2 separate regions of the Arachis hypogaea genome follow, and region 2 is linked to region 1. The links are chromatin contacts, called in public Hi-C maps. All regions are on one chromosome and are shown on one strand. Each heading gives the region's core, a stretch centred on a gene start, on an enhancer-like site or on the middle of the called end of the contact. The rest is flanking DNA. Distances are from core to core; before and after follow the strand shown.

Region 1 (7,452 bases), core at 1,475-3,974:
ACAAAAATTATAAATTTCTAAAACATTCTCATCACCCTCTGAAATTATACTTTGTGGTATATTCCATAAAAAATGTGTCAAAATAAAATGCTATATAAATTTAAAAAATATATTAATTATTCTCTTAAAATGATATTTTGTACCAAATAAATTTCTATAAATACACATCATTCTTTTAAAATTACATTTTGCCCTAAGTCTACAAAAAAATTTTTTGTGTCAAAATAAAAGTTACAGATTTTTAAAACATACTCACCACTCTTCTGAAATTATATTTTACACTATAATCAATACTAAAAATATTTTTTATTAAAATAAAGTTATATATTTCTAAAAATACTATTATTCTATTAAAATTATATTTTGTATCAAAGTCTACAAAATAATTGTAAAAGTAAAAATTTATAAATTTATAAAACATAACCATATCTTTTCTAAAAATATATTTTAGATCAAAATTAATTAATATAAAAAGTATTTTTTATTTTACATCTAATTTTAAAAAAAATAAAAAAGATGACCAATGAACATTGTGATCCGTTTTATTCCACTCCATGTAATGAAAACAATAATAAATATTATTTACTTAATTCTTTTAGTTAGTCTCTTCTTGTTGGAACCGAATAAAGTTTTAAAACTAAATACTTAATTGGAACAAAGGTAGTATTTTTCATTCTTTTAAGTTTTATAATTGTTAGTCAAAAAATATTTTCGATTAAGATAAGATAATTCGAAATATTAAAAAGATGTTAGGATGGGAACGAAAGTCGAAATAATGCACATGCATACATTTATTAGAAGTTATTTTTACACATATTCGATTTATATATCTTGAAAAATCGAATAGGTATTCAATTGAAGAATCGAACGGAAGTTTAAATAAAGAATCGAACAGTTACACTAAGTAGAGAAATTGAAGGCTGTTTTCAAATGAGGAATTTATGGATAACGTTTATCAGCAAAAGAATGGGAACAATTATTTGAGAATGTGCATAGAAGGCAGCACCATGCAATTAATGGTCGGTTATAGAAGTAGATTATAAATATTAGCAAGTTTTAGGAAATAAGGGTTGGAATCTTTCTTCAGAAATACACTCAAGCACATTCACATCCTAGAGAATTTATGAGTCTGCATTTGAGTTTAATTTCTGCAGGGTTCCTTCCATTATCTTTATCTTTTTTATTTATGATTCTTGTAAAACTTTATCTTTCAAGCAAATTTATGTTTAAGCAATGTTTAATTTTCGTATTTAATTTACATTTCAGTACTTTTAATTTTTATGTCCAAAGTTCTTTGACCGCATCTTTATTACTTTCTTTAAAGTTCAACGCAACCCTTTTTTATTTTAGTCAATTTACTTTTTGAATTCTTTGTTTTTCACTTCTTTTATTCTTTTACAAATTTTAATTTACCCTTTATTTTAATACTCGTCTAATTCAAGACACTTTGATACACTTATAGAAAATTGGTACCTGCAAAATAGGAGTAAATTTTGTTCCCAAACTATTAGATATCGAACCACCATCGATTTGCTAAAAATCGACAAAACAATAACATATTCAAAGTGATACTTCTATTTATCATAAATAAATTGTGTTCATATACATATTATTTTTAATATAATTTATAGTGCAAAATATAATTTCAAAAGAGTGATGAGTATACTTTAGAAATTTACAACTTTTTACTTTTAAGAAAAAAATTATTTTCTATAGAATTTAAGCAAAATATAATCTTAAGAGAATAATGGATATTTTAAAAAATTTATTTGGTACAAAATACAATTTGAGAAGAAAAATTAAGATTTTTTTTTAATTTATAATATTTTATTTTGACAATTTTTTTTAGAATTTGTCACAAATTATAATTTTAGGGAGTGACAAGAATGTTTTAGAAATTTATAATTTGTATGCTTTGAATTTTTTTTTTTGTAAAATTTAGTGAAAAATATAATTTTAAAAGAGTGGTGAGCATGTTTTTAAAATTTATAATTTTATTTCAATAAAAAATACTTTTTATTAATTTTAATACAAAATATCATTTCAAAAAATAATGAATATATTTTAAAATTTTATAATATTTTGATTATATAAAAAATATTTTTTATTGAATTTTAAAAAATAAAATAAAAATTGAATAACAATATAAAATTAATGAGCATAATGAATTACAAAATCAATCTTTTTATAAATTAACGAGGCTGGAACCGATTAGTTTAATATGATGATACTTGCCTAATTGAAATTTAGGACACACTTTCGGTAGTTATTGAAAAAATATTATTACCTTCCGCAAGTTATCTTTAACGTCCAATGTGAGTGGCGCGTTATTATATACAGAAAGTTAATATTACAATTTAAAAATAATTTACACCGTCTAACAATCAAAATTTAACTATTTCACCCTCTTGGATACATACTATATAGTACATAAAGTTATTCTCATAAAATTAGTTTTTTTAAAAAACTTAAAAACGGATAAAAAAATATAAAAATAATTATATTTTTAACTTACTTTTTTGTAGAAGAGTTTTTTTTTTAAATTTGTTTACATTTTTACATAATTTTTTATTTTTATTTATTTTATATTATTTTTTTTAAAGAAATAATAAAATTAAAAATCCAGATTTTTCAATTATTAAAATTCTAATTAGATGTCATAAAATTATATCTTCCATAAATTTAAGCAAAAAGCTAAGAAAGAGGCACATAAATAGATTTAATTTCTCTTATAGATACATAGTCTAAGAATCAAAATTTAATTATTTCACTCTGTTGCATAGTGTAGTGTATATTATATAAAGCTACATACTCTGTGGTTTCATCAAAAGAGGTAGCAACAGAGGGAGAACTGGAGAAGTAAAAAGAGATCAAACAAAAACAGAAACATACATAGTAGTTGAAGATGTGGAAGTTGAAGATAGCAGAAGGAGGAAAGAACTTGGTTTCAGTGAACAACTTCATAGGAAGACAACATTGGGAATTCGATCCAAATGCAGGAACACCACAAGAACGTGCTGAGGTTGAAAGGCTACGCCAAGAGTTCACTAAAAATAAATTTTCCATCAAACAAAGTTCTGACCTCTTAATGAGGATGCAGGTAATTTTTCAATGGTTTGTATCAATGTCCGAAAGAGTTAGAGTTCGATTTTTGTTTGTTGTGTATTCCTTATCCATCCCTTATCCATACATCATGCCAAAACTCCATCTTCAATTTGCATTGTAGCCCTTCAAAAGAATACATCACTAGTTCTGTCTCACTTTCTCTTAAGTTGAAAATCTCCCCTCATATATATCAACATTTTTCTTTAAATTATTACATGGAAAAACCACTTCATTCCTCCCACAACTCACATTGCACTTTGTTTTAACCACCACCACCACTTAAAAAGTAGCATTACATTCTTTAATGATTCATTTGTAAGAAAAATATATTTTATACCGTTATTTTTTATGGTTGATTTTTAATTTATATAAAATTTGCATGTATTTTTTTTATTTATTTTATACTAAAATCATTCTTTTAAAAATAATAAAGATCAAATTCTGAAATATTTTTGTCATAATATTTTTTTATAATATCGTAAACCTACTTATTTCAAATATTTAAATAAATAAAAAATTATCCATAAATAATTACTTATCTAAATATGAGCACATATCATATATTATGTAAAATACTTTTCATGTTTACTATATCAAATTTGAAATAATAATAAATATATAGTAAAGATAATAATGCATTATAAAAATATTATTTACACATTAAAATTAATTACCAAAATATATTTTTATATAAATATATATGTAGTTTAATTTATTTTTAACGTGTATTTTATATTTTGTATTTTAATACGTATTCTACACAAATAATTAATTTTAGCAACTGATTGTAATGTACACCTAATATAATTGAATGCGCATGATATTCCAATTAAAAAGTTTTAGCTTATTTTTATAAATAACAAATTTCATGAGTTATATGTAATAAATGATCTTTTTTAAGAAATATACCGAATCTCTTCCATGTCCCTATTATTATTATAGGAAAGCTTTCAACTATAAGGTAGTAGGAATAAGTAGATATATATATTAAGGGAAGGTACGAAGAGTCAATAGAATACTTATACAATACGTACAATAAAAATTTACGAAATATTAGAAATATAACTATTATCTTTTTTCATCAGCTAAAATATAGTCAAATCAAGTATTATTCTTCTTCTTCTTTTTCTGCCAACTTCACATTTACAATAATAAACAATTATTGCTATGACTCACTTGATCACTTCACTTATGACTCTGGTCATGGGGTGGTTGAGTATTGACAAAAATTGAAATGCATTTAACCGGTGGCAGCTCACAAAAGAGAACAGATGTGGAGCAATACCAGAAGCAGTGAAAGTGGGAGAAGAAGAGAAGATAACAAAAGAAGCATTGATTACAACAATGAGAAGATCTCTCACTTTCTTTTCTTCTATTCAAGCACATGATGGTCACTGGCCCGCTGAATCTGCTGGCCCTTTATTTTTCCTTCAACCTTTGGTGAGCTTTAGTATTTTAATACTACAATTTTAGCCTCTATGCTATTTGCTATACAAAGTTGTTATATCGGTAGAAATAATATAACTATTTATATTTTCTTCTCTTATCAATTTAAGTTTGTAGGATGAATAGTTTTATGATATGGTATTTTCAAAAGATCTAGAGTTCGATTTTAGTGAATTCCAAAAGTAAAAAAAAAAAAAGATAAAGCAAATAAAAAAATGTCTATACAAGAATCAAACAAATTCAAAAGAGACTTTTACTTGAGAGAGTGTTAGAAATATAACTATTCATATTGTTTTCTCCTATTAGTCTAAACTTTTGGAATGAATAATTTTATGATATATATATATATATATATATATTATTTTTTATATTTATTAATAAGAGTTAAAACTCAAAATCATCTCTGAAAGATATCTCGATCTTTATTTTGGTCCTCGAAAGAAAAAATTAATCGAAATCGTCCCCGAAAGATACACGACTTGGTCACGTTAGTCCTTCCGTCAGTTGGATGATGACGTGGTGGGTTGATGCCACGTGTCACGAGATGATTGGTTCACGTGTCAGATCAGTGACACGTGACACGTGCTACGTGTCACTTGACATGTAAAAAAGTTATTTTTAATCAAAATAGTCTTTGAAAGTTCAGACGTAAGTTATTTTCATCCCTAAAATTTTAAAAAATAATCAAATTAGTCATTATATAATTTTTTTAAATTTTTTCTTGATAATATTAAATTTAAAATATTTTTTAATACTACTAATTTTAATAGAAATGTAACTGACAAACAAAAAATTAGTAATGGTATCTTTTTTTCTTAAAAATTTTGTCAATAAAATTATCTATCTCCTTTAAGTCTTCTCAAAATCTCTCTTATTCTTTTCTAAAATCTTTTTCTTACATTATCACATTTTGCTAGAATATATATATACTCAAAATTAAAATGTATGTATTTGTTAACCTAAACAAAGTTATATATTCAAAATCAAAATTTATGTATTAAAAAAAATTATATAATCTATCTCAAACATATGAAACACACAAAAATTTATGTAATTTATCATATGAAACATATGAAATACACATATAATCTATCATAATAAATTTTTGTGTGTTTCATATGTTTGAGATAGATTATATAATTTTTCTTTTGATACATAAATTTTTGTGTGTTTCATATGTTTGAGATAGATTATATAATTTTTCTTTTAATACATAAACTTTGATTTTGAGCATATAACTTTGTTTAGGTCAACAAATACATACATTTCAATTTTGAGTATATATATATTCCAGCAAAATGTGATAATGTAAGAAAAATGTTTTAGAATAGAAAAGAATAAGAGAGATTTTCAGAAGAATTAAAGGAGAGAGATAATTTTATTGACAAAATTTTTAAGAAGAAAAGATACAATTACTAATTTTTTGTTTGTCAATTACATTTCTATTAAAATTAGTAGTATCAAAAAGTATTTCAAATTTAATATTATCAAAAAAAATAAAAAATTATATAAAGACTAATTTGATTAATTTTTAAAATTTTAGGGATGAAAATGACTTACGTCTGAACTTTGAAAGACTATTTTGATTAAAAATAACTTTTTTACATGTCAAGTGACACACGTGTCACTGACCTGACACGTCAACCAATCATCTCGTGACACGTGACATTAACCTACCACATCATCATCCAACTGACGAAAGGACTAATGTGACCAAGTCGTGTATCTTTCGGAAACGATTTCGATTAATTTTATCTTTTGAGTTCCAAAATGGAGATCGAGTATCTTTCAAGGACGATTTTGAGTATTAACTCTTATTAATAATTATGTCACTTTGCTAAGTAAGTGCTGGCATTACATTTGATCATGTTTGGTAATCTTATTTATTTTTGAGATGATATCATATAAATATAAATATATATGCATGGATGTTAATGAGTATTTTTTAGCTTTAATTATTGATTTAATTGACCATGATTATCATGTGTGCAGGTAATGACATTATATATTACAGGATCCCTTGATGTTGTTTTAGGAGCAGAACACAAGAAAGAAATTATTCGTTATTTGTATAATCACCAGGTAGCTACTACTATATACATACACTTCTTCACCATTTTCATGCATGGGATATTTATAAAGATATAATATAAAATTTATGTAATTTTTTTAATACCACAATGAAGACTCTTACTATTTTCATATGAAAAAATATTTTTTTATCCATTTGATTGTTGAATTTGATTTTAAGATGTTATAAAAGTATTATCTTTATCTAAAAATATGGTTATTTTCTTTAAATAGTTACTTTTTTTTTATAAGTTATGTTACTAAACAAATATCTTTATAAAAAATTAAAAAAAATATTTTTTAAGGAAGCATGTCCATTTAATTTAAATTGTCAATAAGTGAAAAGATGAATACCCAATAGAATTATTGGTTGGCATTTTCCCATGGTAATTAATGAGACAGAACAAAGATGGAGGTTGGGGTTTTCATATAGAGGGACACAGCACAATGTTTGGATCAGGATTGAGTTACATTGCTTTGAGAATACTTGGAGAAGGACTTGAAGATGGTGAAGACATGGCAATGGCTAGAGCCAGAAAATGGATCCTTGACCATGGTGGTTTGGTGGCTATTCCTTCATGGGGAAAATTCTGGGTTTCGGTAAACTTATCAACTATTATTTTTCTATTACAAGTAATGTTCAATTTAGTCGTTAATAATGTATATGTGCTTCATTTTACTTGTTGAATAAGTAAATTATTTTTTTCTATCTAAAATGAATATGAATCATGTTTAATTTGATTTATTGGTGAAGGTACTTGGAGTTTATGAGTGGTCTCCACCAGAGTTCTGGCTTGTTCCCAATTTCATCTCTGTTCACCCAGGTATATA
Region 2 (7,452 bases), core at 2,025-4,524, 340 kb after region 1:
TTCAATTCTCACCAAGTGCTAACCCAACTTGGCAAGGGGAACTAATCCTAGTTCATAAACCCAGATTACATCAGAAATCAGTGGCTATTATGCATCACTTGCCTTTTCTCTCTTGGCTTTTGAATCTCACATAATTGCCTTTTTCAAAACAGAAAATAACGCAAGACAGCCATAACATAAAATCAGAATTAAGCTTGAGTAGAAGAAAGAGATTTCAGCTCTATGTTAGAGATGGTGCTCTGAATATGTGTGCTCTCTTCCTCAACTTCAAATGTTGGAGTGAAGCTTGTTATATATCTTCAACTTGGCTTCATTGTAGCTTCATCCTTTTGCTTGTCCTTGCTGCCCGTTGTAGCTGGCACAGCTAGCAAGCTGTCCTTCTTCATCCTGCTCCACTACTCCTGCTGCTGGAGGAGTTTGTCCACCACCTCTGTAGTCCTTGGCTTTGTTTTCTTCCTTGGCATGCTCTCCTTTTTCTTCCTGCTCCATGATCTCTGCCATACGAGGAGCTTCACCCATTACCTCTGCTGCTTGTGCATGTTTGTGTTTTGCTCTCCCTTTTCTGAAATTTTGCTTTACTGTTTGTCCTTGGAGAGGTGAGAGTGTCCCAGCTGTCCTTGTTGCTTTATTATACCAACACTTGTCCTTTTCCTTTTCCAGCTGTCTTCCTTTAGCTTTTAGTAAGACATATAACATAATGGACGTTGCTATGAGGATGAGCTTTGGCTCATTGTTGAAGCACTTGTTAAACTTAGACTGAAACAATGTGAACTTGGATACTTTGGGCCTGCATCACTAACACTCTCATTAAATAATATTGGACTTTTCACCCAAAACAATGTTTGTCATCACAACTTAACCCAAATTCAAACTAGGCTCAACAAAAATGAATATGAATCATGTTTAATTTGATTTATTGGTGAAGGTACTTGGAGTTTATGAGTGGTCTCCACCAGAGTTCTGGCTTGTTCCCAATTTCATCTCTGTTCACCCAGGTATATATATCTCAAGATTCATAATTTGTTATTCTCTTTTCTTTTTTATTTTTGGTACTACCATTTAATTTCTCTAAGTGGTTTTAACAAATATTGTGCCAGGGAATATGTTATGCTACTGTCGCTTGGTTTATATGCCAATGTCATATTTATATGGAAAGAAGTTTGTGGGTCCTGTCACCAATTTAATCACATCTTTGAGAGAAGAAATGTACAATAAACCTTATGATCAAATCAACTGGAATAAAGCTCGAAATTGTGTTGCTAAGGTTCATTGAATATTTATTTAATTTCTAATAATGATTAATACTCATTTAAATATTGTGCTTTGTGTCATGCATGCAATTAGGTACTATTTATTTTGAGAGAGTATTGAGACTAAAACTAAGGAATTGGATTCAATATTGTGTTCGATAATTAAATATTGGAACTAAAATTTCAGTTTTAGAATATAAAATTTAGTTCTTTTAGTATTTTTCAAAAATAGAATATAAAAGACTAAAATTTTAATAATATATTTTTTAAAATATTTATATTTAATTTTTTAAATTTTATTATTCTTCAATTTTTATATTTATCTTAAATTATACTCATTAATTTAATATATTTTACACCAAATATAATAAAAATACTCGATTTAATCTATTTTTCAATCTCCTCCTAATCTTATGGTCTCAATTTTTCTTTCAAACGCTGTCTTATATATTTATATCCCTAATTAATGTTATAATGACATACATGATACAAATATATATATATAGGAGGATTTGTATTATCCACATCCTTTAATTCAAGATATGTTATGGGGATTTCTTCATCACGTGGGAGAGCCTTTGCTGAATTCTTGGCCCTTTTCTAAGCTTAGACAAAAGGCATTAGAAATTGCAATTAGTCATGTTAGATATGAGGATGAGAATAGTAGATACCTTTGCATTGGAAGTGTAGAGAAGGTAAATAAAATAATCTTATATTTTATTCATTTACAATGCAATAATCTTATATGAATAATTGAAGGAAATGAAAATCATGACATAATGCAGGTTTTGTGTTTGATTGCGCGTTGGGTTGAAGATCCTAATTCGGAGGCATACAAACTCCATTTAGCCCGAATTCCTGATTATTTTTGGCTCGCCGAAGATGGCTTGAAAATTCAAGTAATTATTGCTTTTTTAAAATAATTTTGTTTAATTATACTCAACTCTGTATTTTTCAATAATAATGTAGTTAATTAATATTAAAGAATCAATTTAAATTGATTTTCCAATATTGGTATAATAACTAACTATGATTCACTGTTTTCTTACGCCATTAATTATTATAATTATTTCTTTTTCGTAATTTTAAGGTAATTATTGTAAAATTTTTAAAATATTAAATTAAATTAAATTATACAACAAGCTGTAAAATATAAAAAAGTTTTACACTAAATGAAATTTAAAAAAAATTAGTAATTAATAATTGTTCTTCAAAATGATGTAGAGTTTTGGTAGTCAAATGTGGGATGCAGCATTTGCAATCCAAGCAATACTTGCTTGTAATCTAAGTGAAGAGTACGGTCCTACACTTAGAAAAGCTCACGATTTTGTCAAGGCTTCACAGGTACGACCAATTAATACCTATTAATTAATTAATTAATTAATTAATTAATGTTTCTTCATTATACATATCTATACTATATGATCTTTGAAACAAAAATTACTATTAAAAGAGACTTTAATTTGAAATTGAAGGTTAGTGAAAACCCTAGTGGTGACTTCATGGGAATGTATAGACACATCTCAAAAGGTTCATGGAATTCTCAATGCATGACCAAGGTTGGCAAGTCTCTGATTGCACAGCTGAAGGATTACAGGTTCATACAAATTCTGTCGAAATTAATCTTTTAATTTATATTAGATATATAATCAATTATATATCATGACCTAATAATTTAATTTTTTTTTAGAATAAATAATTTTATAATATAATATTAAACAATGACATAAATCTACACTAATTGATCACTTATTTTTATTTGTAAATTTTTCACCTAGTACATAGTTGAGTTATATTTTTTTCTAATACAATAATATATGATTAGACAGATGTTTAAATCTTATATTTATAATATATTAAAATTAAATTCATTTGTAATTGCATTAAACTAAAGAGAGATGGGAGTGTTTTTATCATTTGTTTACGGGTCAGAGAAGAAAATAGTTGGCTTGTTGTAATTGGGTCATATGGGCGTGTAATGTTTGTACTTGTTCTTGGGCCTGAATGAATGGTTGTATTTTTATTAGACGCCTGCACAATGAACACACACATCTCATTTATTTTCGCGTTTTCAACCCAAAACTATCATGTTGGTCATCATTTATTATTGTTATTTTTTTAAAACCCAAACATCTCCTTCTTGATGACAAACATTAGAAATAAATGAATTGAAATTAAAGGAAGAGGAGTTTTATGATGCTTCTCTTTAATGTTTCAACTTCAGGTTAATCTCCCCATTTTTTTCGTTCAGATGGCTTCTCCTGTGTACTTTTCTTAACATGTAATTATTAATAAACAGGCATCTATATGCAGAACTTATAATCAAATCACTTCCTTAAAGCATTGAACCAGCATTTCAAAAACTATCAAGCTTCAAAGTTCATAATGCAGCATCAACCAATAAGAAACTGTTAAACAACCAATAGCATCAAACAGATAGTCTACAACTTAATTAATTCAATTTATTTTTATATTCACTTTCTCTTTTGTTATCAAGGAGGTAACATATGTCCTGCATAAAATGTTGTTAGGTAGAAACAGTCATCAGTTCAAATTTTTAAATCCCATCAATCAGATTACAATCATCCAAATAAAGTAAAGAGTATAAAAAGATCATAACATAACAACAAAAACAATTTTAAGCAACAACAATAGAAACAATGGACTAAACATCAGATCCCTTATCCTTGGATTCCAAGATCTCTTTATCTTTTTTATCAGATTGCAATGGTTCCATTTCCAAAGAGTCAATATACTTAAGAAACACTTCAACTCGGCTTTGAGATTTTCTCAAGAAATTTTCATTTTGAATTGTCAATTTTCTTGCTTGCTTGCTCAAATTAATCAGCTGTTTGGTCAAATTCACAAATTCTTGGTCTTTCACTACGCCATTGACTAGATACTTGTTGGAGGAGGATGTGCCGTCAACTGAGGGAGGAGGAAGACTTTTATCTTCTTTTTCTTCTATGACAATGTCATTTTCATTTCTAGTCCCTTTTTTCTTAGATTGTTTTACTGGACCACCGCCTTTTAGATAAGAAGTTCTATTATCTTGTCATCAATTAGATCAACACCAAAATGTTCGAAAAAACAGGTTAAAAATATACATTTCGTAAGAAAATATTTTTGTCACTACGGATGCAATCGTACATGTGACACATCATTAAGTATGCAAAAAGAGATTTCAGCTTTGTTAAGAATGGAAAATAGAACTAAGGTATCACAGAGAGTAACTCTTTGATAGGAACCACTTTGAAATAAGAGAATATGAGTGATGATATGATGCAGCTGGACTCTAACAAGACCTAGAGATCGGTGTAGTGGTTTGTAGTGACACCAACCATAAGAAAAATGTTCACATCTATTGACCAAAGCATCTTTGTATAAAATGTCCAGATCATTATTCCACTTACCAAAGGTGTAAATATTTACACCTAGGTCATTATAATATAGGGCTTTACTGATTGAATCTTTGTTTAAATAAATTCCATGGCCACTAACATATGAATGAATATTTTTTTTATGATAGTACATGTTAGCATAGAACTCTCGAAACAATTCAAGATAAACTGATTTTATAATTTTAACAAGATTTTTCCAGTCTAGGTAAACAATATTTTCAACAAAATTCAAACTTTTTTTAGCCAAGACATCTAAATAAGCCAGGTATGTTAAATGTAAGGGGCGATTAGACACAATAGACCTGTAAAATTTGAAGTTCATGCTTGAAAAGAAACAAAATGGGTCAAAATGAGAATGAGAAAGGTTGCCAAAATCAGTTGAAATCGACAGGATCAAAGTCATAAGGTTCCTTTTCAGATTGAAGAGAAGGTCGACGATTACCTTTGGTTGAACGGTTTGATGAGGCTTTAGGAGCAGAACGTCCTTTTGGACGAGAAGAAGATTGAGGAGGAAGAGAAGACAAAGGTGGTTCTTCCTTGGTTATAGGCTTCTTCCTTGGCCACATTTGCCCTAAAAGTGCCAGCATTTGGAAGAAGTGTTGATGGATGATGAGAGGTTGCTTTCGCTTGAGTCATTGTCTCTGAAATAGGTGAGGAGTGTGATGAAGAGTGAGAATGAATGTAAATATGGGTGTGTACTTGATTCTTTGGAGGAGGATTTCTAGGTGGAGGGTTTGCTAGAGAACCTCTGCAGGCTACCTTCTTTCTCATTATAATAAACATCGATAAATTCAGTTTTTGAGAATAATGGAAGCTAGACGAGGAAGATGAGCGATTTCCGATAAGTAATTAAAATGAATACTTATTTTGAAAACACAAAATATCTTTCAAAATACTTTGAAAAGGTGTTTCAAAAACATTTTATAAATATATGGAAGTAAGCATGTGAAAAGAGAAGTAAAAAAAAATCTTTGGGAATCTAAACATAATTTGACTTGGTAAAAAATATAAAAACAAATATTTTGGATTTATGATCAAAGGTATGATGAGACCTAATTCATAGAATACAGCTTTTTTTAGCCCAATGGTGAAGTTTAAAAAAACACAAGGGACCTCCAAAAATATTCAGCTTGACCCATATCAAACAGAAGGTAATACTCAGCGTTGATTAAGGAAACTTAGAGGGGTTCATCATTTGTCCAGTTTTGTCTCCTTTCGACCTGAGAGACAAAAACATAGAAAAATTCACCATCAAGTTAGTTTAAGGATTCAACACAAATAATACCCAAGGTTATTCTCAACTTGCAAAATCTGTTTTTAGACAGTGGTTTAGTAAATATATAAGCAAGTTTGTCATTAGATCTTACAATTTAAATGTCAATGTTTTTCTTTTGAATGTGTTCTCTAATAGGGTGAAATCTTACTTCAATGTGTTTGGTTCTAGAGTGCAAGTTGGGTTTTCATCTATAGCAATTGTGAACAACATGAGGATGCGGCTATGTATTCAGCTTCGGGTGTAAATAAGTCTACAGTAGCTTGTTTCTTACTTGACTACACATTTAGTGACTGTCCAAGAAAATACTAGATTTCAAATGTGCTTCTTCGGTTTACTTGATCACCGGCAAAATTTGCATCACAATAATCCACTATAACTCAGCAGATTTAGGATACCATAAGCCAAAATCAGATGTGTCATTTATATATCCAATGATCCTTTTAACGACTGAAAGATGGGATTCTTTAGGATACGATTGGAATTTAGAATAAATTTCAACATTTTGAACTATATTCGGTCTAGAGGAAGTGAGATACATGAGTAAACCGATCATTTTTCTAAATCTAGTTTCATCCACGACTTTGTCATTTTCATCCTTTTCAAGTTTAGAATTTGGATGCATTAGTGTGCTCATTGGCTTAGCATTTTCCAAACCAAATTTTTTTACCAACTCTTTGGCATATTTTTCTCGGTGCACAAAAGTGTCACTAGGAGTTTGTTTGATTTGGAGTCCAAGAAATAATGTAAGTTCTCTCATTCATACTCATATCAAAGTCACTAGTCATTAATTTGCTAAAACCAGCACATAAAGATTTATTAGCCAAGCCAAAGACAATATTATCCACATAGACTTGAACCAGAATGAAATGATCATTAGATTTTTTGATAAATAAAGTTGTATCTGTGGTACCTCTTAGAAAACTATTTTTCAATAAGAAAGAGCTATGTCTTTCATACTAAACGTTAGGAGCTTGTTTCAAACCATAAAGTACTTTTGAGAGTTTAAAAATATGGCTTGAAAAATTTTATTTTTTAAAAATCTTCATTCAAGAAAACACATTTAACATATATTTGAAATAGTTTAAAACCACAATGGGCAATAAGCAAGAAAAATCCTAATTTCTTCCATTTGGGCTACTAAAGTAAAGGACTCATCAAAACCTATTTCTTCCTCTTGGTCATATCCTTGTACCACTAGTCTTGCCTTGTTTCTTACTATGCTTCCGTCTTCACCCAATTTGTTCCTAAAAATCCATTTTGTTCCTGTCACTTTTTTTTCTCAATTGGAACCAGCATTAATGTTCACACCTTATTTTTCTTAAATTGTTGCAGCTCTTCCTCCATAACTTTGACCCAAGAAGAATTACCAAGAGATTCTTTCACATTTTGTGGTTCTATTTGAGAAATAAGTACTAAGTTATTTTTTTTCAAATTTTTTCTAAATGAGGATCTAATTGTGACTCATTGAGATGAATTTTCAATGATAAAGTCTTGAGGGTAGTTCTTCAGAAATTTCCATTCTCTA

What was found. A called contact is a pair of places that touch in the nucleus more often than the background predicts.
Region 2: a contact with region 1 is called in a Hi-C map of leaf, with 5 times the contacts expected there. The contact joins the enhancer-like site here to the promoter of LOC112801977 in region 1. A contact is called at or near these places in 2 of 8 Hi-C or Micro-C datasets (leaf and an unstated tissue).

The regions. Positions count from the first base shown.
Region 1 is chr5:93,172,110-93,179,561 of arahy.Tifrunner.gnm2.J5K5, forward strand. LOC112801977 (lupeol synthase) reads left to right here and starts at 2,725. Exons shown (of 17, transcript XM_025844950.3): 1 at 2,725-3,100; 2 at 4,360-4,545; 3 at 6,544-6,633; 4 at 7,024-7,221; 5 at 7,376-7,445. The coding sequence starts at 2,906.
Region 2 is chr5:93,513,382-93,520,833 of arahy.Tifrunner.gnm2.J5K5, forward strand. It overlaps the pseudogene LOC112803769. Among protein-coding and RNA genes, the nearest start is that of LOC112804702, 31 kb to the right of the region's middle. Within about 2 kb of position 3,275, at least 1 of the 3 cell types and tissues checked has open chromatin away from gene starts, as enhancers often do.